6 separate regions of the Mus musculus genome follow, and regions 2, 3, 4, 5 and 6 are each linked to region 1. A link is a contact called in public HiCAR-type and promoter capture Hi-C data. All regions are on one chromosome and are shown on one strand. Each heading gives the region's core, a stretch centred on a gene start, on an enhancer-like site or on the middle of the called end of the contact. The rest is flanking DNA. Distances are from core to core; before and after follow the strand shown.

Evidence for each region. Promoter capture Hi-C pulls out the DNA fragments that hold promoters and counts their contacts. HiCAR-type assays count read pairs that join an accessible place to other places. Capture Hi-C pulls out chosen DNA fragments and counts their contacts.
Region 2: a contact with region 1 is called in a HiCAR-type map of astrocytes, with 4 times the contacts expected there. The contact joins the promoter of Ddx10 here to the promoter of Fdx1 in region 1. A contact is called at or near these places in 5 of 39 promoter capture datasets (embryonic stem cells, hippocampal neurons, liver and 2 more) and 5 of 115 datasets of contacts at active chromatin or transcription factors (astrocytes, cardiomyocytes, embryonic forebrain and 2 more).
Region 3: a contact with region 1 is called in a promoter capture Hi-C map of liver, with 3 times the contacts expected there. The contact joins the promoter of 2310030G06Rik here to the promoter of Fdx1 in region 1. A contact is called at or near these places in 5 of 39 promoter capture datasets (the C10 cell line, hippocampal neurons, liver and 1 more).
Region 4: a promoter capture Hi-C map of liver shows a contact between it and region 1, with 2.1 times the contacts expected there. The contact joins the promoter of 1110032A03Rik here to the promoter of Fdx1 in region 1. A contact is called at or near these places in 2 of 39 promoter capture datasets (hippocampal neurons and liver) and 2 of 9 other capture datasets (adipose tissue and liver).
Region 5: a contact with region 1 is called in a promoter capture Hi-C map of pre-B cells, with 3 times the contacts expected there. The contact joins the enhancer-like site here to the promoter of Fdx1 in region 1. A contact is called at or near these places in 5 of 39 promoter capture datasets (the 3T3-L1 cell line, cranial neural crest, hippocampal neurons and 2 more), 1 of 115 datasets of contacts at active chromatin or transcription factors (astrocytes) and 1 of 9 other capture datasets (adipose tissue).
Region 6: a promoter capture Hi-C map of liver shows a contact between it and region 1, with 8 times the contacts expected there. The contact joins the promoter of Ppp2r1b here to the promoter of Fdx1 in region 1. A contact is called at or near these places in 10 of 39 promoter capture datasets (the 3T3-L1 cell line, cranial neural crest, embryonic stem cells and 5 more), 4 of 115 datasets of contacts at active chromatin or transcription factors (the SCID.adh cell line, astrocytes, embryonic forebrain and 1 more) and 1 of 9 other capture datasets (adipose tissue).

What each region holds. Positions count from the first base shown.
Region 1 is chr9:51,961,721-51,965,850 of GRCm38.p6, reverse strand. It overlaps Fdx1 (ferredoxin 1), which reads left to right and starts at 2,249. Exons shown (of 4, transcript NM_007996.2): 1 at 2,249-2,580. The coding sequence starts at 2,384.
Region 2 is chr9:53,246,309-53,250,438 of GRCm38.p6, reverse strand. Ddx10 (DEAD box helicase 10) reads left to right here and starts at 2,327. Exons shown (of 18, transcript NM_029936.2): 1 at 2,327-2,621. The coding sequence starts at 2,436.
Region 3 is chr9:50,744,611-50,748,740 of GRCm38.p6, reverse strand. 2310030G06Rik (RIKEN cDNA 2310030G06 gene) reads left to right here and starts at 2,214. Exons shown (of 4, transcript NM_025865.3): 1 at 2,214-2,299. The coding sequence starts at 2,268. It also overlaps a transcript of Cryab not described here.
Region 4 is chr9:50,766,310-50,770,439 of GRCm38.p6, reverse strand. It overlaps 1110032A03Rik (RIKEN cDNA 1110032A03 gene), which reads left to right and starts at 2,256. Exons shown (of 4, transcript NM_023483.4): 1 at 2,256-2,582. The coding sequence starts at 2,541. Fdxacb1 (ferredoxin-fold anticodon binding domain containing 1) reads right to left here and starts at 2,202. Exons shown (of 5, transcript NM_198675.2): 1 at 1,985-2,202; 2 at 1,596-1,752; 3 at 127-330. The coding sequence starts at 2,156.
Region 5 is chr9:50,831,523-50,835,652 of GRCm38.p6, reverse strand. All of the region lies in intron 14 of Alg9 (asparagine-linked glycosylation 9 (alpha 1,2 mannosyltransferase)), which reads right to left. Among named protein-coding and RNA genes, the nearest start is that of Ppp2r1b, 23 kb to the left of the region's middle. Within about 2 kb of position 1,677, at least 54 of the 459 cell types and tissues checked have an H3K27ac peak or open chromatin away from gene starts, as enhancers often do. A contact at or near this core is called in adipose tissue and pre-B cells, where this site is marked.
Region 6 is chr9:50,854,495-50,858,624 of GRCm38.p6, reverse strand. It overlaps Ppp2r1b (protein phosphatase 2, regulatory subunit A, beta), which reads right to left and starts at 1,701. Exons shown (of 15, transcript NM_028614.3): 1 at 1,527-1,701; 2 at 699-789. The coding sequence starts at 1,640.

The DNA.
Region 1 (4,130 bases), core at 1,000-3,499:
ATTTATAGACAGTTGCAAGCCACTATGTAGGTACTGGGAATTGAACTTGGGACCTCTGGAAGAGCAGCCAGTGCTGTTAACTGCCATCTCTCCAGCCTCCAATTTAGGCTTATTTAGTTTAATCTGTTCTTTATAATTTACCCAATTGGTGTTGGTTTTTGTAACAGCAAGAATATTAAAATACTAGTGGGTTTGACATGAGTAAAACATGGAGGGGTGGCACTTTATAGACGAGGCGACCCATGGGCAAAAGCAAGTCTGCAATGATTCCATGTTGCTTTATCTATGTTCACAGCCAGCATGTTTTTCACTTCTTCTGGAATTCTGCTGAATGTCCATATCTTCAATCCTTAGCGTGACCTCACCTGCCTTTCAAAGTCTGGAGAACAATTCCCACCCTTGATCTCTATGAAGATGCTTCATGAATTCTAATGCTGATATTGAGTTACCTGGGAACACCAGCTTATTCTAAATGCCTAGTTAAAGCCTTGATATATTGGACTATTAAGATAAAACTACTCAACTACCTTATACACACCCTGCCAAGCAAAGCTTGTTCTTCTACAGGAGGACTGAGATGGAATGCATGCCTTGCCCAGTTCTCCTATGGTTGAATCATCTGATGAAGTTTTAGGTTTTGGGTTTAGGACTGAAAAACAACAAAAGCCTTCTCATCAGGATTTCTTCACCCCTTTCTAACCCGAGTTTTAAACATGATGTTAGCCCAAAGACTAAGGTAATCATGTCTACACCCTGCAGGTTCAATATCCATATGTCCTCTAGAGAGACTTTATACAGGTAGACTATCTCTTTAAATATTCATTTTAAAAGTATTTATTTTCTTGAGGTGTGCATGTGTATTCATGGGGTCAGAATGAGCATGTTCTGGGCATGCATGAGCTACCTGACTATGGGTGCTAAAAACGGAATTCTGCTCCTCTGGACGAGCGGCAAATGTCCTTAACACCTGACCAGTTTTGCACCTCTTAAGTATTACTTTTTAAATATTTTTATTTAAAAATATGTGTGTGTAGGTACGTGTATGCCACATGTCAGTGGGTGCCTGTGGAGGCCCGAGGGCAGAGGATTACTGTGAAACTTGGAGTTACAGTTTTAAGTTGGGAGCCAACTGCAGTGGGTGCTGAGAAACCAAATAAGATCCTGTGCAAGCTCAAGAAGTACTCTAACTGGTGAGCCGTGTGCTCAGCCTCTTGAGAATACCCTTTCTCCTCCCAAATGTATGTGTCTGCCTGAATCTATATCTAATGTGTACCATGTGCATGCCTGGTGTCCGAGGGGCCAGGAGAAAGTTTTGGATCCCCCGGAACTGGAGTTACAGAGAGTTGTGAGCAGCTCTATGGTTTCTGAGTCTTGAACCCAGGCTCTCTGCAAGGGCAACACACATTCTTTACCCCTAGCTACGTCTCCAGCCTCAGCTTGAATATTTAAGTAGTCTTTTACTGTCTTCAGTTCGCTTGCAACATGTGCTTCTGTCCTTCAGCACCTTATCAGGAATGCTCAAGATGATGTATGTATTGCTCATGGTCTGTGACGCAGTTCCTTGCCCTAATTCACCTAACCTCCAGAGTGGCCCTGAGTGTGAGCTTATCCGCAGTCATGGAAACTCTTATCCTCCAAGAGTAATTTATCCAAGGTCTCTGATCAACATAGGACTTAGGTTTGGAGGTTGCGTATCTGACCACAAAAACTCTTTCAAAAATGTACTAGCAATGACAACGTGCGCGTTTTAAAAGTCGGCTTTCTAGTTTTGAAGTCTGTTGAATAGTTACTCATTTAAGAAAAGTTTCCTGTTAACTTCTCAGGATTTTATATATTCAGTTTGTCAGTTCAGGCTGACCGTTATTACCTGCTTTCTTCAGCAGCCCTAAATAGCAAATTATTGATTATGAGATAGTTTATGCTTTTACCTATGCATGTCTCTCTTCATAAAAATGCCTATTGGCATTTTAAAACTTTGTATAACTCTCTGCTGTCCTGTGTAGGAAAAACCTAGGTCCCTTTTGCTGTAACTTGTATTCTAAAGTGTTGGAAACTGTGATAATTTGCTTTGTTTTTGAGGGTCTATGGCAAAAGGCAAAAGTTAATCTGGTGGCTTTTTGGTCAGTCCTTGATGAGTAATTGCTCCAGAGCGCAGAGCTGACTGCAGAAAAAGTTCAAGGTGAACTCTTAACCAGATCCCTGGAACAGTGCTCGGCCCCGCCCCGCGAAGGCGTGGCAGCGGCGAGGCGGGGCGCAGCCGCGGGTTATAGGACACGCAGGGCGCTCGCGGGAGTGTAGCCCTCTCGCAGCCGGACACGCGGGACCTACCCGACCCTCAGCACTGCGCAGGACTCCGCGGGACCCGGAACCTTCCGACAGGGTTATGGCGGCCGCTCCGGGCGCCCGACTCCTGCGCGCGGCCTGCGCCTCCGTCCCTTTCCGCGGCCTTGACCGCTGTCGGCTGCTGGTCTGCGGGACCGGAGCGGGAACTGCCATCTCTCCGTGGACCCCGAGTCCCCGCCTGCATGCAGAGGCCGGGCCCGGCCGGCCGCTGAGCGTGTCTGCGCGCGCGCGGAGCAGGTGAGGCGCGGCGGCAGCGGCGATGGGTCCCTCATCCCGCGGCCTGCGTTTCCGCCCGCGACTCCCTTCCGCCTCGCCTCTCGGTTGCTGGCCCCGCGCCGGAGAGCTCTTCCCGTGACCCTAGTCTTCTGGGCCTGGCTCGGGCGGTGTGGGGCGCTGGCTTTGGGGCTTCCTCGGTGGGTTGTCCTTGTCGACTTCGCCATTGGGGTTGCTTTGTGTTGGCCCTTTGTGCTGACTTCAGGTAGGGTAGGGTTTACACCCGCCCTGTTGACCCAGGGTAACAGTGTAGCCCTTATAGGATGATTTAAGGGATAAACGACCCCGTGAAGGTAACATTGCTCGTGCACCTGATTGAAAGTGAGGGCTCAGTAGGCAGCTGCCTCTTAGCAACAGTTCTGGGGGTCATAGTGTAGAGAATTCTGTGGTGAATGTTGAGAGAGAGAGAGAGAGATGAGAGATTCCCACCACCACCACCATGGGTGGAGATACTGGGTATATTTGTTCTCAAAAGCACGGTCCCCTTAGATTTACTAAAGACGAGATTTACTTACAGGTTTCTAAGTGTAGGGACAAGGTGAGAATCATATAATGTCAATGTCAATGCAAAACACATCTGTTACTTCAAAGGGAAGATGAAAGTTTCTTCAAAGTGAAACAAGAGTGGTTTTGGTCTGGAAACACAGATTAAGGTTTCCCTGGATTGTATGTTACTCGGTGGAAGAACTTAGCTCAACTTTTGTAGTCACAGTCCCAAAGAAAGTCACAAATCAATGTACTTGCCAAATATATTGCTGGGACACCAAGTGGATCACAGGATTATATAAAGCTAACTTACATAGATAGCATTTGGATCGGAAGCCGAATAATATGTTCCAAACGTCTTTACCTGGTAAACATGAAGCTCAGAAATAGTGTCTGGTGATACGTGGCCATTAAAGGCCTTCACTCAAGGTAACTTTGGCTGTCTCTAGATCTGTGGCAATCACCTCTTCACAACACAAATGTTTGTGCCTGGTGTATCAGTCTGCAAAATAGTCAACGCAGATACGGCTTCTTCAGAAAACTTATATTTATAGCAGGAACAAGAATGTGTGTACATACATTTGTGCATACAAATACATTTGTACATACAGATATTTTGCATGACGTGAGAGGGAAATTGTTAGGACCATTCAGTCCTAGTTCTCCTGGCCCCTCCAACCATTCACCCATGGATGCCTTAATTTCTGTGGCAGGTGCTTTCTGGATTTAAGCTGTGACATACATTGTACATAATCAGTGTGACTACTATTTAAGGGAACACACATGCGTTTGCAAACTGGTTCCCACGATTTTGTCATTAGGTTTTGGATTCTTTGCTTCTTGACAGAGCTTAAATAAGTTTTCCAGCTCGTATTATCCAGACCTTTGCTGTTAACACAGCAGCTCCCAGGCATATGTGGTTATTGAACATTAAGACAAGTGAAGCTAAAAAGTATTTAAGCTTCGGGCTTACAGTCATTTCAAGTACTTAGTGCATGGGGAGTGCCTGTTGTGCTTGGCTTTGCCAG
Region 2 (4,130 bases), core at 1,078-3,577, 1.3 Mb before region 1:
TTAGGATTTTCTCCTCCATGGTTTTTCTTTTACAGTTTCTGATTGCTTATTCAAAATATAGGGAAATTGACTGGAGATGCAGCTCAGCCTATAGGGTGCTTGTCCAGCATACCCAAGATCCTGGGTCTAGTCCCCAACACTGAAGAGAGGGTAGAATCCATCTCTTGCCTTAGTCATTGTTGATGCCCTTATCTAACTTGTCTTGTAATTTTCCCCGAGCTTTATATGTGAAGTTGCATTGTAGATGTATCAACAGGGGAAAGCCCTCCCCCTTTAAAAGCAAACAAATAAACAGGCAAAAAGCTGGATAATGGCAGTTCACCCTTGGATGTCTTCTGTTGGGCAGCTCTGGCTTACCATCTTTACTCTGTTCTCAGGACCTCTGCCTCCTTATCAGGATTTAATGAACTGTTCTACTTTTGAACTCACTTGTCCACTGTTTCTGTCTGACTGGGTTTCATTGGTAGGATCTGTGGGATAAGAACTCGATGTTGGTCTCTGATTTTGAGAGCTCCAACATTTGTTGATTTTTCTGGCACCTTTGCATCAATACCAAGTCCTCCTGAGTTTATTGGCTAGACAGTTATAGCCCTCAAAGAGAATATCCCAGTCACACTACAGGGGAGGGGTTCCTGAGGAGCTGAGAGATACATTTTTTTTTTTCATCAGTGGTGGAGCTGCCTAACATTGCTCATACTTTAAAAAGAAATCTCAATGGTCTGGATAATTATACTCATTGGTTCTCTAAGGGGTAGAATCCATTCCTTGCTTTAGTCATTGTTGGTGCCCTATTTCACTTGCCCTTGGAAAAGTTCACAAGACACATGGTGTTTGTGTGTGTGTGTGTGTGTGTGCATGTGTGAGTGCATTTAAAAAGTATAGTGATAGCAGGGTTTGGTGGCACACACCTTTAATCCCAGCACTTGGGAGGCACTTGGGAGGCAGAGGGATTTCTTAGTTCGAGGCCAGCCTGGTCTACAAAGTGAGTTCCAGGACAGCTATACAGAGAAACCCTGTCTCGAAAAACAAAACAAAACAAAACAAAAAAAGTGTAGTGATGGAAAATATGAAAAAAAATCTTGGTTTAACTTATAGCTATAGTCATAGTCGTGGAAATAAACATTTACTTAACTTAAAAATCATTATAGCTGGGCAGTGGTGGCACACGCCTTTAATCCCAGCACTTGGGAGGCAGAGGTAGGTGGATTTCTGAGTTCGAGGCCAGCCTGGTCTACAGAGTGAGTTCCAGAACAGCCAGTGCTACACAGAGAAACCCTGTCTTGAAAAAAAAAATCACTATAAAATATACAATGTGAATATTCAGTTAAGGCCACCCAGTTGTTAAAACTGAGAGTAAATGTGATGGTTTGAATAAGAATGATTTCCATAGGCTCATATATTTGGAGTCACAGTTTCAAAACTTTGGAGTTTCAAAAGTCCATGCCAGGCACAGTGTCGCTGTTCATGCGTGCGTACGTGCGTGTGCGTGCGCACGCAGGTGTGTGTGTGTGTGTCTGTGTGTCTGTGTCCTGCCTATGGATCAGGATGCAGCTCTTAGGTACTGCTCCAGTGCCCACCTGGATGCTGGCATGCCTTCCCTGTCATGATGATAATGGACTAAACCTGTGAAACTGTAAGCCAGCCCAGTTAAATGATGCTTCTTTCTATAAAAGTTGCCTTGGTCATGGTGTCTCTTCACAGTAATAGTTCAGTGACTAACACAGTAATCATCTCAGGGTTTGGTTTTTGTTTTGTTTTGTTTTGTTTGTTTTTGACACTTTGTAAGATAAATGGTGATTGATGTTTAGGATGCTCTCCAGAGGCATCTTTACGATGTCTATGTGTAAGTGTATTTTTCTGTATTATGTAACTTTTTGTTAATTGAAAAGTTTGCTTTAAAGCATTTTGAGTCAACACGGTGGCATTTAACTGAAATTAGAGTATTCAGGAGGCAGGTGAATTCTTATAAATTTGAGGCCAGTCTGATCTACAAAGTAACTACGACCTACATACTCTATAACGTATAGCAGTGTACTCGCGAATGTTGGGCACACTTGAATCCAGAGTAAATGAAAAGCAGTACTTTACGCTGAGTATGACTTCACCATACTAGCAATAAGCAGTGTACTTGCGCTGTTTCCGGAAGCCCCAAGCACTCTCGGAAGCAGTGGAGCACGCCCAGTTCCTCCGTGCACGCTTTCCCCTGGCGTCTTAAGATCGCCCCGCCCAGCGGAAGCCAAATCACCAATCATCGTCCGCGCATTGCCTGTCGTCATTAATGTGTGCCCACTCTCCCCAGCTTGGGGGCGGGTTCCCGGACTTGCGCGTGCGCCCCTGCGCCTTCTCCACACGCTGGTTTCGCGTCTTCCGTGCTGTGCCTTGAGGAGCGAGGAGGCTCCCGTGTAGCGGCGTCGTGGGTCCTGGCAGCCCCCGCCATGGGCAAAACGGTTGCTTCTCTGGGTCAGGGAACCCGACCCGACCCGGTGCGGAGCTTTAATCGCTGGAAGAAAAAACACAGCCACAGGCAGCACCAAAAGAAGGAGCGGAGGAAGCAGCTAAAGAAGCCGGAATGGCAGGTCGAGCGCGAGGGGATCAGCCGCCTCATGCAAAACTACGAGAAGGTGAGGTGGGCTCGGGGCACGTTCGGCGGGGCTCTGGGGAGCGAGGGTGGGTGCAGCCCGGAGGTGTTGCCGCTGTGGTGGACTTAGGGTCAGGGTGGTGTGGGAAAGGGGCGGACCCGGCCAACGGGGCCTCACTAGTGGTCTGTTGGGTGTCGCTACCCAGGTCTGACTCTTCTACTTTCCGCAGTGCTGGGAAAAGTGATAGAAATGCGGTGACACTCCGGGTAGGGACATGTGGTGCAGCAGTGGTGACAGAACAGAGAGGCAATAGTGACCGCTGTGGAAAGAACCTAGCGGATGGAGTGAGAGCCTTCAGTAGAGTGCTAGCCCAACACGCAGGAAGTCCTGGGTTCAATCCCCAGCTCCACATAAACCGGGCACATATTGAGCACTAAGGAGGTGGAGGCAGGGGGATCAGAGGTGCAAAGTCATCCAAGGCTTTATAGCAAGTTCGAGGTCAGTCAGTGATACGTGAAACTTGGTCTCAAAAATGAAATAAATAAGCTAAAATCTGGAGTGATGTAAGAAAACGCTGTTGTTCGTGGGAAATGTTTAAAATAATAGAAATATCTTTAAGTACTCTCCATGTTTTATATTCTTTGCCCCTATCTTGAGGTGTGGATGGATCCTAGTAGTCCATTTAACGGATAAGAACTGTAGAGTTTGGAGAGGATAAGAAACTGGCCCTAATTTCCCACATCTAGTAGTGTGGAATTGGAACCTAGACCTGTGTCTGTTTCCACAGCTCTCGATCTTTAAGTTGGGAATTGGCTCTGTCCCTTAGCATCATCTTTTGTTCTTTGTCTCATTGTCTTCATGGTTTTCACCAAGAATCAGTGGAAAGACAATGGAATGTGTTTGCCTCTTCCTGACATCAGCATCTTGTAGCCAGTGTTCCTAGATGAGTAGTCTCATAGTTAACACTTAGACAAGCTGGCGTGTTTTCCTGCCCTAGGTGTCTGCCCCTTAGGAATGTTACTTCTATCCATCCTCTTAAAACCCATATTTTCCAGCATTCATCTACCTTTCTCACCTTTCCAGTGAATGCCACCTTTCTAGTTTGGGATTTAATAGGTAGAATCATCCTGGAATTAAAAGTCATTACTTGCTATCTTGTAGCTTAAACAGCAACAGCAACAGCGACAACTAGATAAACTGTTCAGAGTTGGCAACATTTAAGAATTAGTTGGGGTTTTGACTTCAGATAATTTGATTCGGATTTGGCTCACCAGCTATATGACTTTGGTTACTTTTCTTACACTATTCACACCCTCCCCCCTTATTTTAAAAGGCTTAGTAGTAGTACCTGCCTCATAAGTTGTGAGGAATTAAGATAAAGTGTGGAAAACATTATTCACAATGCCTGTCATATAGAAAAAAGACAAATTAAAAAAGAGGCTATTATTAACAAATTGCTTTTGGATTTTGTTTTGAACTGTGACTAGAATTGCTTGGAGAATGTAGCCTTAGCCTGTGCTTGGTTTACTTCCGTGGAGCTGTGACTCCTTG
Region 3 (4,130 bases), core at 965-3,464, 1.2 Mb after region 1:
TGCTAGGCAAGTACTCTACCACTGACCAGTTTTTACCATTAATTTTAGGAGAGAATCCAACTAAGCTGCCCGGGTGGGTTTGACTTCACTATGTAGCCCGGCCTGGCCTATCCTTCTGCCTTAGACTCCAGAGTACCTGAGATTGCAGGCGCAGCAGCCTAAAAAACTCAGGTCCAAGAACCCTAGCTAGGAGTGTCAAGGAAATGAAGAAAAGACAGACAGACGCACAGACGAACATACACTGAATCTAGGATCAGGTTCTCCAACACCTCACCATGTTTATTAGCTACAGCACAGGGGTTGGTCTTGGTGGGAGGCTCTGTGTTGGGCTTCAACCACTTATGAGGAGGAAGCCAAAGTGGCTAATCTTGGTACACAATGATCACTCACTCATAAACATCCATATTTTAAAGGCTGAGCCCATATCAAAGTACACATTCACTCGGGGCTTCCAACAGGCTGGCATAACCAAGGCTGGTTAATTTCTTCTAAGCAGTAAAGCTGTGACTTGTCCATTCAGCCATATTTTGTGGCACTTTCTGCACTGCCTCTTCCACACACAATCTCTTTTGTAACAGACTGACAATAGAACCTGAACGTCAATGAGAAGTCTCAAAGACTTCCAGATAAGGACTAACTGGGTTGGATTTCGATACAATCCTCTCCAGGCTTTGTTAACCCTCTACACTCCGGTTGCTGTGTTTTAAGGTGTACCGGGTGCTTTTTTGTCTTTTCTGTGCAGTTTCTGGCCCTCTAAAAATCTGGGTAAGATCCTTTAAGCTGCCAAAGAGGTTGGATGGAAGTGAAGCAAATTATGAAGGGCTTTGAGAGTTCTATCCTGTAAGTGATAGGAAATTATTACTGGCTTTTGAGACAGGGACGCAGGTTACAGGATGAAAGGAATGTAGTTAATAGTAGGATACGGAATGGCCTGCAGGATTGGAACATGAGATAGTAGAATACAATGCTTAGCCATCTGATCACTGAGAACAATAGTAGTAACAATGGTTAAGACTTACTGAGGGCGTCCCATGCGTCTGGCCTGTTCAGAAGCTTTGTACACACATACCTCATTCAGTTATCACAGCCCTATGAAGTGGCCACTCTCAGGCCCGTTTTTCCCAAGATGAGGAGGAATTCAGAATCCAGTGTACTCCATGGAGTTCAGGGCTGACTATGAATATTCCAGGACAATACTCAAAATGCCAAGAAAATATTGAAGATCGGAATTGCAGGTTTCAAAGATTTTCTTAGAGACATATTCTCCCTTCTCTCTTTCCTTTCTTTCTCTCTTGTTTGTTTCTGTTTATTTAAGACAGGGTACCTCTATGAATTCTATGAATTCCTGGCTGTCCTGAAACTTGCTCCTGTAGCCCAGGCTGGCCTCAAACTCTCAGAGATCCTCATCCTCCTGCCTCCCGAGTGCCAGGAGGTATACACCATACTCAACCTGGTAACATATTGTCTCAGGGGAATTCATTCAGCTGCCTCATAGTTTCTGGCCAGGGAAGAGTGAATCCAATTTTGGGTCATTGGAAGCAGAAGCTACAAGCAGGGGTAAGTAGAGATTTCATGGTCCTGGACTGGGGAGAGAACATTGAGTGCTCCGTGCCAATCAGTTAGCCATCTGGTTTATACCAGAAAGAGGATTAAGTAATACATTCAGTACTTATGCCTTGGTGTGCTGGAAATCTAGATGGTAAATGGTTAGGAGATATGCGCACATTATTAATTCTAGTCGTGGGAATATGAGAGCATTCCATTTTCCTACATTTCAGGTTCCAAAAGCCTCTAGGATTCAAACCCAAATTGAGGACATCAGAAACTAGTACCAATTACCTTGACAGTGAAACTCAAACCTGAGTGTGGTAGGGCAAACGTAGTGGCCGAGCTTTGACTCCCTTATGGAGGGTCTATTTCAAAGGCCGTGCGATACAGAGAGACACATTTCCTATGGAAACTCAGAGCCCTTTTGTATCTCAGGTTTCTTTATAAATCGAAGCTTGCAGCTTCATCAAAAGGAGTTTCAAATCCCTAAGGTGAGATAACTCTCACCTGGAGCCCGTGTGTCTTCCTGCCCTTTGGCTGCGAACAGTCACTTGGGAATCATTCCACCAGGTGGCTTCCAAGGTCCAACCTACTCGGTTGAAATCTGATCCTGACAGACTTCCTGGGAGCCGTTGCCGTTCGCTCAGCCGGGAACCAGGAAATGCGCAAACCTCTTTATGTCTGAAAACCAGCTGGGCTCCCTGGGAGACACAACCGCCATGGGAAACCGGCTCTGCTGTGGGGGAACCTGGTGAGTAGGGCCGAAAGGTGGAGGGGACCGCCTCCGGTGGTGGATATGAAACCCTGAGAATCAGACAGCCTGGAGACCGTCCGTGCCTTCCTCCACCTGCCACGTCCTAGGTGGAGCAGAGAGCGGTGCCTTAGGACGCTTGGAAAACACAGCAAGCTGGAGAGTGGCCAGAGGTTGGCTGCACCGGTGGGCCAGCCTGGTTTCTCTCTTCTCTCCTTTCCTTCCTTCCGATGCTCTCTCCTTTTTTATTCTTCCGCAGATCATAATAACGGGAGCATTGGAGTGCTCTCTATGTGCAGTCACTTTCTAATCTGGGTTAATTGTCCCAGGTCTTCTGTGAGTGAGTGGTCTTACCGTTGTTCCCATCTTGGCCGGTTAAGGAGCGGAGGCTCAGAGAAGGTAGTGTCAGTCACATGGCTAGTAGCTTAGCAGGTAAAACAAGATTCCAAGCGCGGAGGCTAGACTTCAGGGCCCATACTTTCCTCACTAGGTAATCAGAGATGTGACCATGGATTGAGCAACTGAATTTGGACAAATGTTTGTTTGAAACTGCAGAAGTGGGAAGGAAGAGAATCCACTGGAACTGTGAATATAACTTTCATGCTATTTGCTGTGTGGCCTCATGCAGTCCAGTCAATTCACTGGGTCCTCGATTTTTTTAAAAATATACAGTCCCTATTATTTGTATCATAGGTTGGTTTTAGAGATCGAAAGCTAGTAAGAACAAAAAATACAAAATAAAAACAACAGCAACAACAACAAAAAACCCCACCAAATAATAGATTATTTGTGGTTTTTGTAACTTTCCCCCCAGGGTGTTCACCACCACTACAAACTCCCAAATATGGCTTCATCCTGTCAGCTGCCTCTTAGCTATATGATCCATGTCTGGGTCAGAGTTCAAAGAATACTTATTTACAGGTAAACATCACATGTAGAGAGAAAAGTGAGATACATTGGAAAGCACCTAAAATTTGAAAACAATACTAGACTCCAGTCCTGTGCCTGCTAGTTTATTAATCTAGTTGGTTATTAAACAAATATCAACTGAGCATGTGCTGGGTACCAGGAAGTGACAGATACAGAAGTCAGCAATAAAAGGAAACTTGGATAAACATGGTAGTGAATGCCTTTGATCCCAGCTATTGAAAGGCAGAGGCAGGCCATTTCAGGATAGCCAAGGTTACATAGAGAGACCCTGTCTCAAAAAACTAAAAATAGACAAATAAATAAGACCCTGCCTATAAGTGTATATTTGTTTACATGTATATTTATTTATTCTTTGTTTGATTTTTAAGGCAGGTTCTCTCTCTGTCGTCCTGGAGCTCTCTATGTAGACCAGGCTGGCCTTGAACTCAATAGTCTGCCTGACTCTGCCTCACTAGTGCTAGGATTAAAGGCCTGTACCATTACAGCCAGCCCTGATTTACTTATTTTTAGAGGGAGGTTTTGATCTGTAGCCCTGATTGGTCTGTAACTCACTACATAGACCATGTTGGCTTTGAACTTGTGGTAGTCCCTCTGCCCCTGCCTCCCAAGTGCTGGGATTGCAGGCAAGTTTTGTGTCTGTCTTTTGTTGATGCTCATAATATGTTAGGAGTCATGCTTAATATCTTACACCACTCTATTTAATCCTTACTAGCAATTCCATGATGTTTAAATTCTATTAACAATTTTCATTTTAACACTGAGAACATGGAGGAGGTTCAGGGAAGTTGAAAACCTGTTGAAATTCTCTCAGTTAGTCAGACACAGTCATTCTAACTCCAGAGCCCAGTCTAACAATACTGTGCTAAACATTGTAACCAAAATCTGGTTTGTACCGTAAAAT
Region 4 (4,130 bases), core at 1,007-3,506, 1.2 Mb after region 1:
GTAAACAAGTATTTTTGAAACTACATTAGAATCTTGGAAACAAAAAGTCTGGCTTTTGATTTTTTTTTTTAATACTTCATGCAAAAGACGAAAGGGGAGAAGGTTTAGGCCCATGGTCTTACTTACCTATACCCAGTGCACTTGTATCCTGGCACAGCCTCACAGCTAAAGGGACACACATCACTTAAAATGAACCCTCCCAGGGCTGCCATGGCAACTACTTGCCAACTGTTGTGCCACTCTCTCTGAGGCTTGTCAGCAGGCGTTCCACCTTGTCCTCTGCACAGTGTCACATGGACTTCTCCTGCCTTTGCAAGGACATCAGCACAGCTTAAGGGGGACAGACACCAGAAGTGTATCAGAGACAGAAACTACCAAGGGAATCAACAATATGCACATGGTGTAACTCTGAAATAATTAAAATTAATCTTATTTGCAGTGCTCTATGAAACCTATAGAACTCTATACCTATAGTGCTCTATAAACCTATAGCATATAAAAAGTCTACCAGTGCCCCCACAACAGCACTAGTCACCAGCTTGGCATTTGCATTGTTTTCCTGTATGCCACAGAAAGGCCAAAATCCGTAAAGCTCCTATATATAATTCACTATTTGCGTTGCTTCTTCCCATGAAAAGATTCCTTACTGCTCTCTGCCTATTCTATAGCTCAGGGCTGGGCTGAGCACTATCACCATGCACAAGGCTCTGGCTCTAATAATCACCATACACACTCATCTATACTTCAACTCCCACTTAAAATACTGCCTTTGCTAAAAGTTTCTCAACACCTATAGCCCAGTGGAGCCGAATACAGTTTGGAATACTGATGTTAAAGTACTATTTTAAATTCATAATCACTTTAAGCTGCTATTAATAGCCAGTTTATAGATTGGGGTGGGAGGAGAAGCAGGTAAGGGCTACACCTGACGACAGTTTTAACTGGTAAGCAGCGAGCTAGGATTTGAACCTAGGCCATGTGACTCTTAAATCCAATCTTGTCGTCATCAAGCTATACTGACTCTTACGATTTGCATTTTTTAAAACCTTTTTGAGGTGGGCTGAAAGATTCAGCAGTTAAGAGCACTAGCTGTTCAAAAGTTCAATTTTCAGTACCCATATGATGGCGACACCAATCAGTACTCTAGTCCCAGGGGAACCAATGTCCTCTAAGGAGGCACACAACTGTTGCACAGACATGCATGCCGACAAAACACCCATATCCATATTTAAAAACACACACACACACACACACACAATTTGGGTAATGGTGCTTGCCACCAAGCCTAGTAGCCAAAGTTCTATCTCCTGGATACACGATGGAAGGAGGACCCGCTTCTGTAAGTTGTTCTCTGACCGCCACACTCATACACACACTAATTTTTGAAAAATAAACTTGCCTTTTCCTTGTAATTTATACTTTAACATCTAGGGTTATACGTAAATCTTTAAGACAAGATTATGGTTTTCTCTGGGTTTTATCTTCTTTCCTCGTGTATTCTAGCAACTTATTTCCCCAACGACAAAGTTTGTGTGCAGTGATTTGGTTATGGGAACCTGGAAACATTTTCTATGCCAGGACTCGTCTTGCCTCACCTCTGGAAAAACTTGGCAAGCAGTTCCCTGTTCTTAGCTACTCCAGCTTTTCGTCCACAGTGCGGGAAGTTGAAATAAATTCGATCAAAATCCCTATCGTCGGCTGGCAAGGCATGTGACAGCTGGGTACAGTCCACACCAAAACGCACTTCGACACCTGGCAAGGTTTAAAGGCGTGAAATAGAGACCAAAAGACGTCTTAAGATCTGTAAACCTGGACAAACACCACCACTCAATGCATGGTTGGGTTGCCAACAATGCAGCCCAGCCCAGACCTGAGCACACACGCGCATCCGCCTGAGCGCCCCCAGGAGGCGCCCTCGAGTTCCCCGCGCGAGCCACACCCTTACGCTCCGGGCGGGCCCTCGGGGCGGGCTGGGACTTGCTACCTCGTTCGCGCAGGCGCTTTAGGTTCTCTAGCGCTACCGGATCTCCCTCCAGAGCCGCCCGGTGCTGGAAGCCGGTAGCGGTAACACTGACGCTGGGATCCAGGCCGTCGATCAGAGAAGCGGCGAAGGAGAAATTCCCCTCCCCGACCAACAGGAGGCGCCGGGGAAGCATGGTCTCCTCCGGCTTACCTGCCGGCGCTCTCCGGGGCGCACATTTCTTACGTCACTTCCTTCGCGTGGGCCTCGTCTCCCTCCCCTCCCCACTCCACCCGGCACTAAGTGATGACGCATCAACAGCTTGTTACCAGGATAAACATTTGGAGCTACTGCTCGGGAGCTTCGAGCGGGGAAGTAAAATGGAGCTCTTGGCCTTGCCCCTTCACCTTTGTGCGCCTCCAAAGGCTCGTTTTCTTTTCAGTACTCGGACGGCCCAACACGGACGGCCCTGAGCGTCTTCGCCATTCTTGCTTGAAGCATAACTGTCACTAACTGAGGGGTGAGACGAGTCCTGCGTATTCCAGAGGCTCAGGACGCTGTAACTGCACCATCTCCTGACATGGCTGTCTCCTGTTCTCTCAACCACTCAACATATCTCCAGGTGTTTATATATCCTATTTTCAAGAAGTAACATTGAACGCCTGTCTTGTTCCATAGCACTGTGAGAGCAACTAGGTGTATGGATGAACTGGAAGTGGCCTGCCTGCTGTCAGATGACAAATGCACACAGCAGAAGAGGCAACTCGAATAGAATGGGGTGTGTACCCACCGTGAGTGAAGGAATTCGGGATACTATGAATGAAGCATACACAAGGGGAAGCCCTACGAAGCTGGGGAAGGGAGACATAGATTCCCTGAAGTTAGCCTGAGCTGAAAGCTAGTTGGGGGAGGGGAGCTCGTTTTAGTTAGGTAAAAAGGATTAAAAAGGCAGAAGGAACAATGTTCATAAAATCATAGTTAAAAAAAAAAAAAAGTTATGTTTGACTGGTTGAACACAGTTGGCCGGGAGACGGACTAGCAGGTGACACTGTAGAGTTAAAAAGGAAGCCAGACCAAATTGAGTGTTTTAACCATTTAATAGCCTAGACCCTATTCTGAGAATATAGAAATATATTATAGAATATAGAAAGCCACTAAATGACAGCCAGCAGGAGGTCTCAAAATGTAAAATGAAAAACTTTGAATTCATTTGAGAAAAAATGAAGCTACTTTATTGATTTGGTAAGGGCTTTTTGTCCTTGACAATCCTGATCAGGTGACCTTCAGAAAAATCAACTTTCCTCCCAAAATCACGTTTGAAAAGACAATCTAGCACTCTAACATTGATCAGATGGGCGTGTCTATCTGGAAGTAGTTAGCTAAAAACTGAAAACCAGCCACCACAATAACCAAGTATAGCCAGCTGTGGTGGCACACACCTTTAGTCCCAGTACTTGGGAGGCAGAGGCAGGTAAATTTCTAAGTTCAAGGCCAGCCTGGTCTACAGAGTGAATTCCAGGACAGCCAGGGCTACACAGAGAGACCCTGTCTCGGAAAAAGGCCAAGTATTCCATTTCTCATTACTAATGAATGATTCCCATCTCAAGAACCCACCCTGGGCTGACCTAGCTAAAGAATACTCAAAAGACCATAAAAAAATGTAAGGATGCTCAAGAATTTGCAAAGAAATATGGGAGAAAGTGACCTATAGACTAAACTGCCATGAGTGGTCCCAGCAAGTTAGAGCACAGACCCCAAACTGTACTCAAAAAGGAGAACTCTCTGGGAAGCTGACTTGTACCACCACCTGTTGTTTGCGGCAGTTGCTAACTTTGTAGTTTTCTTAGTCAAAGGTAGTCTAGTTAACTTGTAAAATAGGACTTAAAAGTCCAGGTGTTCTAGACTGCAGAGATGGCTCAGTGGTTAAGAGCACTGACTCTTCTTCCAGAGGTCCTGAGTTCAATTCCCAGGAAGCAGATGGTGACTCACAACCTTCTGTAATGGGATCCAATGCCCTCCTTCTGATATGTCTGAAGACAGCTACACTGTAGTCATATACATAAAATAATCTTAAAAAGAAAAATCCAGGTGTTCTAAAAACAGCAACCACTATTTAAACTTTGAAGACAATATAATTTGTTTTCAAAAGCCACTTTCCTATGGAAAAAGG
Region 5 (4,130 bases), core at 428-2,927, 1.1 Mb after region 1:
AGCAAAAACAGGTTCTGTTTTCTTCTCAAACATTTTAGTCCTAAATCCATGAGGCAGAGCAGAGCAAAGCAGGAAACTACACAGTGTGGGAGGAAGGAGGGAGGGAGCTACAGTGGCCCATGGGATGGCGGCACAGCTGATTCAGAGTGCCCATGTTAACAAAAGCAATGGCATTCTAGAGGCCAAATGACCTGTCGGGTTCTAGTTCACAGAGTTTGCCAAGTCGCCCTGACCCATGTGACTGGTATAACACTTAACTTTCAGCAGTCTATCCAGCACTCGGGCCACCGTGCTGACCACTCAGAGTGACCTCCAAGGAGCTGTGAGGTGGCTAGGTCAGAAGTCTACTGAAGCACAGGCATGGGTATGTAGGGACTCATGCTCCTGACGTGTACAGCATCTGGCATAACACCCTAGCTTCTGCACCAGTCACCTTTAGCCAACGTTCAGAACAGTGGGGTTGGGAAAGACTTGCTGTTAGGCAACTGGAGCCTTCTGACCTGCGGTCCTGCCAAGGGTTGGGGGAAGTGCTCTTCAGTCTTTTCCCATCTGGTAGTGAATGAGGGATACAGGCAGCACACGACAGTGTCTCGCAGGCTCAGTCCTGCTCCTCAGAACCTTATCTGGGCTTTATCCATGTGGCAGAAGAGCACTGGAAACCATCTCAAGAAAAAGACTCTGGCAAGCTTTAAAGTTTGAAATAAATAACAAGTATACTTCGCCGCAACAGTTTTTCTTTCACTAAGGTTCAGGCTTCTGACAAGACCCTTACCTTGCTCCTGCCTCCTTTTCACCATTACATAAATCCAGCTCTAAGAAAGTAAATCTAGGGGCTAGAGAGATGGCCCAGCAGCGAGGAGGACTTGCTGCTCTTCTGGGGAGCTGGTGTTCGGTTCCCAGCATCTATAACAGGAGGCTCACAACCACCTGCAAATCTCAGTGCGTACACATACATACATGCATTCATGCATTCACACACAGATAATAAAAAAATAAGTAATAAAAATGTAAAAATAATAAAAAGACTGTAAAGCCCACCAAGTCATATATTTAAGAGCCTCTAATATGCTGAGAATCATAAAGAAGCTGGAACAAAACTGATGATGTCAGTTGCTTGTCAGTTGCTTGGTCCATTAGCTTAAAGCCAGGGCCAACCTGAAGCACTGAATCTCCTCGTCCGTCTACAGCACTGGCTCAGTGAGGAGATGTGGAGATGTCTTTCCACAACAACAGAAAGCAGAGCTTGCTGGACTCCACAAGGATTAAAAGGTTTGTTCAATTTGCTCTTCCTAAATGTCAGCAGATTTGAATGATTAGGGAACTAAGACATTAGGCAACATGCAAGGAGTTTGAAGCCAAATCTGGCCAAGGGTAGCTATGTTAGATGGAGATCTGAGAAAAGTATTTGGGGGAAATGGGGAGGGGCAGGAGCTGAAGGGGAGACAGCAGGCAGAAGCTGACAGAGAATGAAAGACTGTGAGAGCAGTGAGCTGACAGTGTAACAGGACATGAATTCTGCCGTTCCTGTTTCTCCTCGGCACCAGTGAGGGAGGCGAGGCACCACAGTGCCTGGCATACAGAAAAAGCACTAGAGCCCACCACTCGCTGGTCATGTGGAGAAACTGATTCAACGGATTCTTCCCTAAAGACCAGATAGCATCTGCACTGTGCATCAAAGCCTGCCTGCCCAGGATGTGGTCTCCTGTCCATCTGGGGAGGAAGGGGAAATGGCCTTCAGGGCTGCCCCGTTCCGTCTAGTCAGAAATCTTTGAATTGAAAAATAGTTCAGGAGGAGAACGGCATTAGAGAAGCTGAGGAGATTTTATAACATGTCCATACAACTCTTCATCCCTTGAGCATGGCTGGGGCTTGCTTCCCACCAGCAGCAGGATGAGGGAGAAGTCTTCCAAGGCTGAGTCCTAACAGCAATGGAGTGCAGCCCCCATGTGAAAGGAAAGCCACAGGCAGGAACTCTGGGTGATAGCCTCCTCTGAGATCCAGCCGAGAGCTAGTCTCAGGGGCCAGAGGTGTGGGTGAGAGAGTGGTAATGCCTCAGTTAGCATCTGATGGCCAATGCAAGAGAGACCCTGAGGAAGAGCTGGCCAGGAGCCAGCTGTGGTCTTCCTTTACAGCTATAAGAATGGGTGACTGTCACACTGCAGTAAGCTTCCAACTAACCTAACCTTCACAACACATACTCTGGTAAACCTGTTATTGTACAGAAATAAACAGTTCTGCCTCTGCTGGCTCCCACTAAGCAGACCACCCTATCACAGAGCACACAGACCACCCTATCACAGAGCACACAGACCACCCAATCACAGAGCACACAGACCACCCTATCACAGAGCACACAAACCACCCTATCACAGAGCACACAGACCACCCTATCACAGAGCACACAGACCACCCTATCACAGAGGACACAGACCACCCTATCACAGAGCACACAGACCACCCAATCACAGAGCACACAGACCACCCTATCACAGAGCACACAGACCACCCTATCACAGAGCACACAGACCACCCAATCACAGAGCACACAGACCACCCAATCACAGAGCACACAGACCACCCTATCACAGAGCACACAGACCACCCTATCACAGAGCACACAGACCACCCAATCACAGAGCACACAGACCACCCAATCACAGAGCACACAGACCACCCTATCACAGAGCACACAGACCACCCAATCACAGAGCACACAGACCACCCTATCACAGAGCACACAGACCACCCAATCACAGAGCACACAGACCACCCTATCACAGAGCACACAGACCACCTTATCACAGAGCACACAGACCACCCTATCACAGAGCACACAGACCACCCTATCACAGAGCACACAGACCACCCTATCACAGAGGACACAAATGGATAAGGTGTACGGGTGCAATGGTTCTCAGGCCTCAGAGTTGCTGGGTTTACCTCTGCTGGAAGGTAATTAAAAAGCCACACACTGTCTACAGACATTCTCTAGATTAGCCAGCTAAAGTTCAGGTTTCTGTGCTGGGCGATGAAAGAGCAAAGCAGCAAATACCATCCATCATGCATACCCCCACCTACAACTGAGGCTGCAATTGAGGTCTTTGACTAGAAAGGGCCCCTACTCTACCCAGCCAGCTGCTGGTTTAACCTGCCTCTGTTCCTCACCTGTAATTAAATCTGCAGGAGTTTGAAACCCTGCCTAAGTTCCCCCAGAATGTTTGAAGCCTCTAATCATGCAAGTCTAGAATTCAGCTGGATGGGGCCCCAGAATGCTCCAAAATGGAAGAGGCACAGATGGAAGCCATGCAAACAAAACGGAAGTGCGTATGCGCAGCGCCCACAGGTAGAGGGTGTCACACAAAGCAGTGCAGAGACTTTAGACCATTTCCAAAGCTGCACACAGACCCCACTCTTCAGAAGGCCAATGTCAACTGCCTGGAGAGGCATTCCCACCAGGCTCTGGGGCTCTGCACTCACCACTGAGCCACTGGTTTATTCCAGCACTCTCCTTCACTCCTCTCAGGGACTCTTAGAGGAGATATTACATCCACCCACATGTCAAGCTACTTTATACAAGTAGCAATTATGTCCTGGTTCAAAGAATTAAAAAAAAAAAAAAAAAAACCCTCGTTTAATAAAGGATGTAACATGGGCTGGCTATAGGATAGCAAATCTGAACATTTTCGGTTGGGGCTGGATAGATGTCTCAGCAGTTAAAAGCACTGGCTTCTTTTCCAGAAACCAGTTCAATTCCCAGAACCCATGTGGAAGCTTACATCCATCTGCAACTTCAATGCCAGGGCATGTGACACCCTCTTCTGGCCTTGGAGGTTACCAGGCACACAGTCCTTATAAGCACAGCTAGACTCTGTCGTGAGAGGCTCAAGGTCTAGAAGCTGGGGCTAGAACCAACCCCACCTGTACAGAGCGACAAGTTGGTCACTGAAATCTTCTGCCTGGATGCTCCAGCTAGAAGGCCTGGGGTCTGTAGGCCTCTGGAAAGCAGAGAAGCCAGTTCAGAAAAGAGGACACAGGCTGCCATGCTCCCAATGGGTGAATCATGTCTCCAGAGTCCAGCAGCCAAGGCCTACCTTCTATACCATTCAACACAGAACGGCCTTCCACACGCA
Region 6 (4,130 bases), core at 452-2,951, 1.1 Mb after region 1:
ACTCCCACTTCTTGGCCCTGGCGTTCCCCTGTACTGGGGCATATAAAGTTTGCAAGATCAAGGGGCCTCTCTTCCCAGTGATGGCCGACTAGGCCATCTTCTGCTACATATGCAGCTAGAGACACGAGCTCCGGGGGTACTGGTTAGTTCATATTGTTGTTCCACCTATAGGGCTGCAGACCCCTTCAGCTCCTTGGGTGCTTTCTCTAGCTCCTATATTGGAGCTATATTGGAGCTGTGTTCCATCTTATAGATGACTACCACAAGTCTTCCTGAATGTTTCACACAATTATTAAGAAACTCACATCCTGGAGCTGGAGAGATGGCTCAGTGGTTAAGGGCACTGGCTGCTCTTCCAGAGAAGCAGCGTTCAATGCCCAGCACCCACATGGCAACTTAACAACTGCCTATAACTCCAGTTCCAGGGGATCTGTCACTTTCACATGCAGGCAAAACACCAATGCATATAAAATAAATCATTTACAAAGAAATCCATATTTCACATCAATCACCTTCCCACTAGCTACACGGTTTATGTTTGAGTATGTCTGACTATATGTAGCATTTCTATACACCTTGCAGAAGGCAAGGCTCAGTCTAGTACTTATCGCTACTCTAGGTAACAAACTAAGAAAATTAAATAAAAATAGTTTAAAAGCCAATAGAAATGGAGCGTGTATCTTTCAAGGGACACAAACCTGTAAGGAAAGGCAGCAGTTCCGTTCGAGTCCTTTCTACCCCGAGTGCTAGAGCTATAGTTGATAACTTCTTAATACTGTTGAGACGGAGCTTTAAAAACAAAGTGGGAGGGAGAACAAAGCAAAGAGATGATTGCAATTCTGGTCAAAGAAGCAAATAGGTGAGATACTGGGACACAGTATAATGATGAATGAGCCTTTCACTTAGATCTTAATCCTAGGAAAACTCAAGGACCGTTTAACACGTCATTAGCCAGAAGCTATCTTAGGGAGAACACTGAAGGGCCGGGGAAGAAACGAATGAATGAAAACACGCGGACAATGAGAGGGTCTGAAAAGAGAGAACTCTGGATGGAGAGAAGTGGGTGAAAGAAACGGTTAAGCACAACTCCTCCCTTTTCAGGGAAAAGTTCTATCACAACTGATGCACCACTCATCTGGGTTAATCAGCCGCCGCGCTCTTTCCACCCAACCAGCCCAGCTAGTTTGCCCGGGGACGGACACTCCGCATCACTTCAAAGGGAACGGGGGCCGGGGGCCGCTCCTCCGCTCCCGGCGGCCCCGCAGCCCGCCTGCGCTGGTCCACCCGAGGTGCGAACCGGTTCCCCGCCCACTGCCGGGAGCAGATGGACGCCACCACCCCAGAGGGTCGGAGGAGGGCAGCGGAGCTGAGACGGACCACCGCGCACCCGCCGCCCCACGCCTCCGTCCCGGGGCTGAATACGACTCTGCCACCCCGGGGGTCGCCCCCAGGGCTGAGCCGGCCTTTCCGCTTCCCTACCATGTGCGCTTCCGCCCTCGCCTCGGCTCCCCAGCCCAGCCTAGTACCTGCACGTCCTCATTGCGGAGCTCGTCGATTAAAACCGCGATCGGGTAGAGCGAATCGTCTCCATCTCCACCCGCTGCCCCCGGACCGGACCCTGGCCCTGCTGCGCCCGCCATGTTCTTCCTCCTCTGGCTGGTCGCCGCCGAAGGCCCCGTGCCCAGACCACGCCCCGCGCTCAGGCCACGCCCCGCGCTCAGGCCACGCCCCACACACAAACAGGCGGGGCTAAATCCAATCAGCCGGCTCCGAGGAACTGATGGAATCAAGTTTTTTCCCTGCGCGTGGAGGCTCCGGCCTGACCCCCATTGCTGGAACTGGAGGTCTGAACTCCAGAAGAAGGGCGGGCCGAAAAAACCAATGGAACCCCTGCATCCTTTCCCCAGCCGAAAGAAACAAGGGCAGGGATTCATCGTCTCCTTGCTGTGCTCTGAAGGAGACGGGCCTTAATGATGGATGCCGAGCCTCAAGTAGAACTCAGAGACAGGCCAGGAGGAAGAAGCTTTAACACCTCCCCCTCCACCCCAACCTCCACCCCCACCCCCAGGCTTCATGCTGGCCCTGAGCCACTGGGTCTTGGTCTTAATTTCCCCTTGGGCGACAAGCCTCTACACGCGCGCGCGCGCGCACACACACACACACACACACACACACACACACACACACACCTTCCTCTGGCCTGTTTGCCAAAATCGTGGCTGGCTCCTGCTCCTTAAGACAAATAATGAGGGCGGTGAGAGAAAATGAACAGTGCTGTCCAAACTCCCCAGTCAATATTTTTTCCACGCAAGCTGTTCAAAACATGCTGCTCTCTTGTTTTTGTGTTTCTTTTCAGTGTGGTACTGGAATGGCGCCTTCTGTTGTATTGTCTTCTCTTTTTTTTTCCTTCTTTACCAAGAAGCACAACAACCTAACATAACTGGGCCCAGTTTTACTCACCCCAGTTCGGTGCGGGTGTAAACTGGCCTCCCTAGACCTCCAGGAGTCCCCCTAAAGGACTCCAGGAGGAGGTGGGCCTGGGCCTTTTTACACAGAACTTAATGGAAAATGTTCCACTTGCCCTATGGAATGGCACAAAGTAACTATCTCTCCTTTCGACTTAGATATAAGCAACTTAGATTGGTAGCTCTGTCACAAGTTCTCAGATGACACTATTTTGTGCCTTAAGGAAATTGTCATTAATAAATGCAACTTAGGAGGTAAGTTTTTTTTTTTTTCTTTTTAAAGCATGGGATGCCTACTAGGAGATAGCCTTTCATAGTCAAAGCTTGAGAACCAACAGACTTCAGTTTGCGGTTTTTGTTTTTTCAACTTCTGTCCACGAATGAATGCTTGAAGACTCTCGTTTTATTTTGATAATTTTTAGATTCACTTACTTAAGGCATGGTCTGGACTGCTGGGGTGGCTATCTTTTTTAATTACAAAAACTGTGTATATGTGTGGTATGTACACACATGAGCCACTGAACAAGTGTAGTCAGAGGACAGCTTGCGGAGTGGGTTATCTACTTCTACCAAGTGGGTTCCAGTAACTGAACTCTGGTTGTCAGGTTTGGTGACACATGCCTTTATCCACTGAGCCATCTAGCTGGCCCCCAGGGACTACCTGAATCAGCCCTGCACAGGATTTCAGCACCCGTATTTGCGTGAGTTTCAGCACAGCTTTCATTGTTCTGGGCTCCTAAGAAATGAACAGAGGTGGAAGCTAAATGAAAAATATGTTTTTATGCACAAAATGGAAGACAGAGGGTACCATGCAATTACAGTCTCAATGGCTCTAAACAAGGTAAAAAAAAAAAAAAAAAAAAAAAGGGGGAGAAACTGGAGGCATGAGCAGAGCAAAGCCTAGAGAAGCTGAGCTTGGGCCAGCAAGCCCAGACTCCCAAAGCGTGGCTTGGCTTTAGTGTCAGACACATTTGTCATACTAAATTACAAAAATATCAACATTATTGATTTTAATAATATTGGCCTTGTGGCTTCATGTATATTTAACTTGTAAATCTGGTTTTGTAGCTGTATAAAGACTAGTTTTAAGAGAACATAATGTTGGTTTATATTTGAAAATTTAAGTAACATTTAATAATTTGACTGAGTTCTCGGGATTTTTTTTTTTTTTTGTCTTTAAAAATGGATCCAGCCATGTTTAAGGGTTCATGCCTTTAACCCCAGCACGAGGAAGACAGAGAGGCAGGTGGGGGCTTTGTGAACTTGAAACCCGCCTGCTCTACATAGTGAGCTCCAGGTCACCCAAGGCTACAGACCTTGGAGTAAGACCCTGTCCCCCAACTCCCCAAAAAAGTACACCCAGGTGCATGCTCACAGTCTCAGTGCTTAGGAGACAGTGGCAAGAGAGCACAGACAGCTCTAGGCTGGCCAGGGTTCACAGAGAGACCCTGATGGGTCCAGCCAGGCACGGGATGCTCCAGCCTGTGATCCTGTCTGTACATGTCCAGCATGCTGCAGACACTACTCCGTCCCCCTCTAGGCCCTTATCTAAAATGTGTTCCAAAGTGATAGAAGCAAGCAAGCACAGAGAGGAGAGGACTAGTCAGTCCCACACTGTGACAGGCTCATAAACTTGACACACCGGCACTAAGGTAGTCTGCTTCA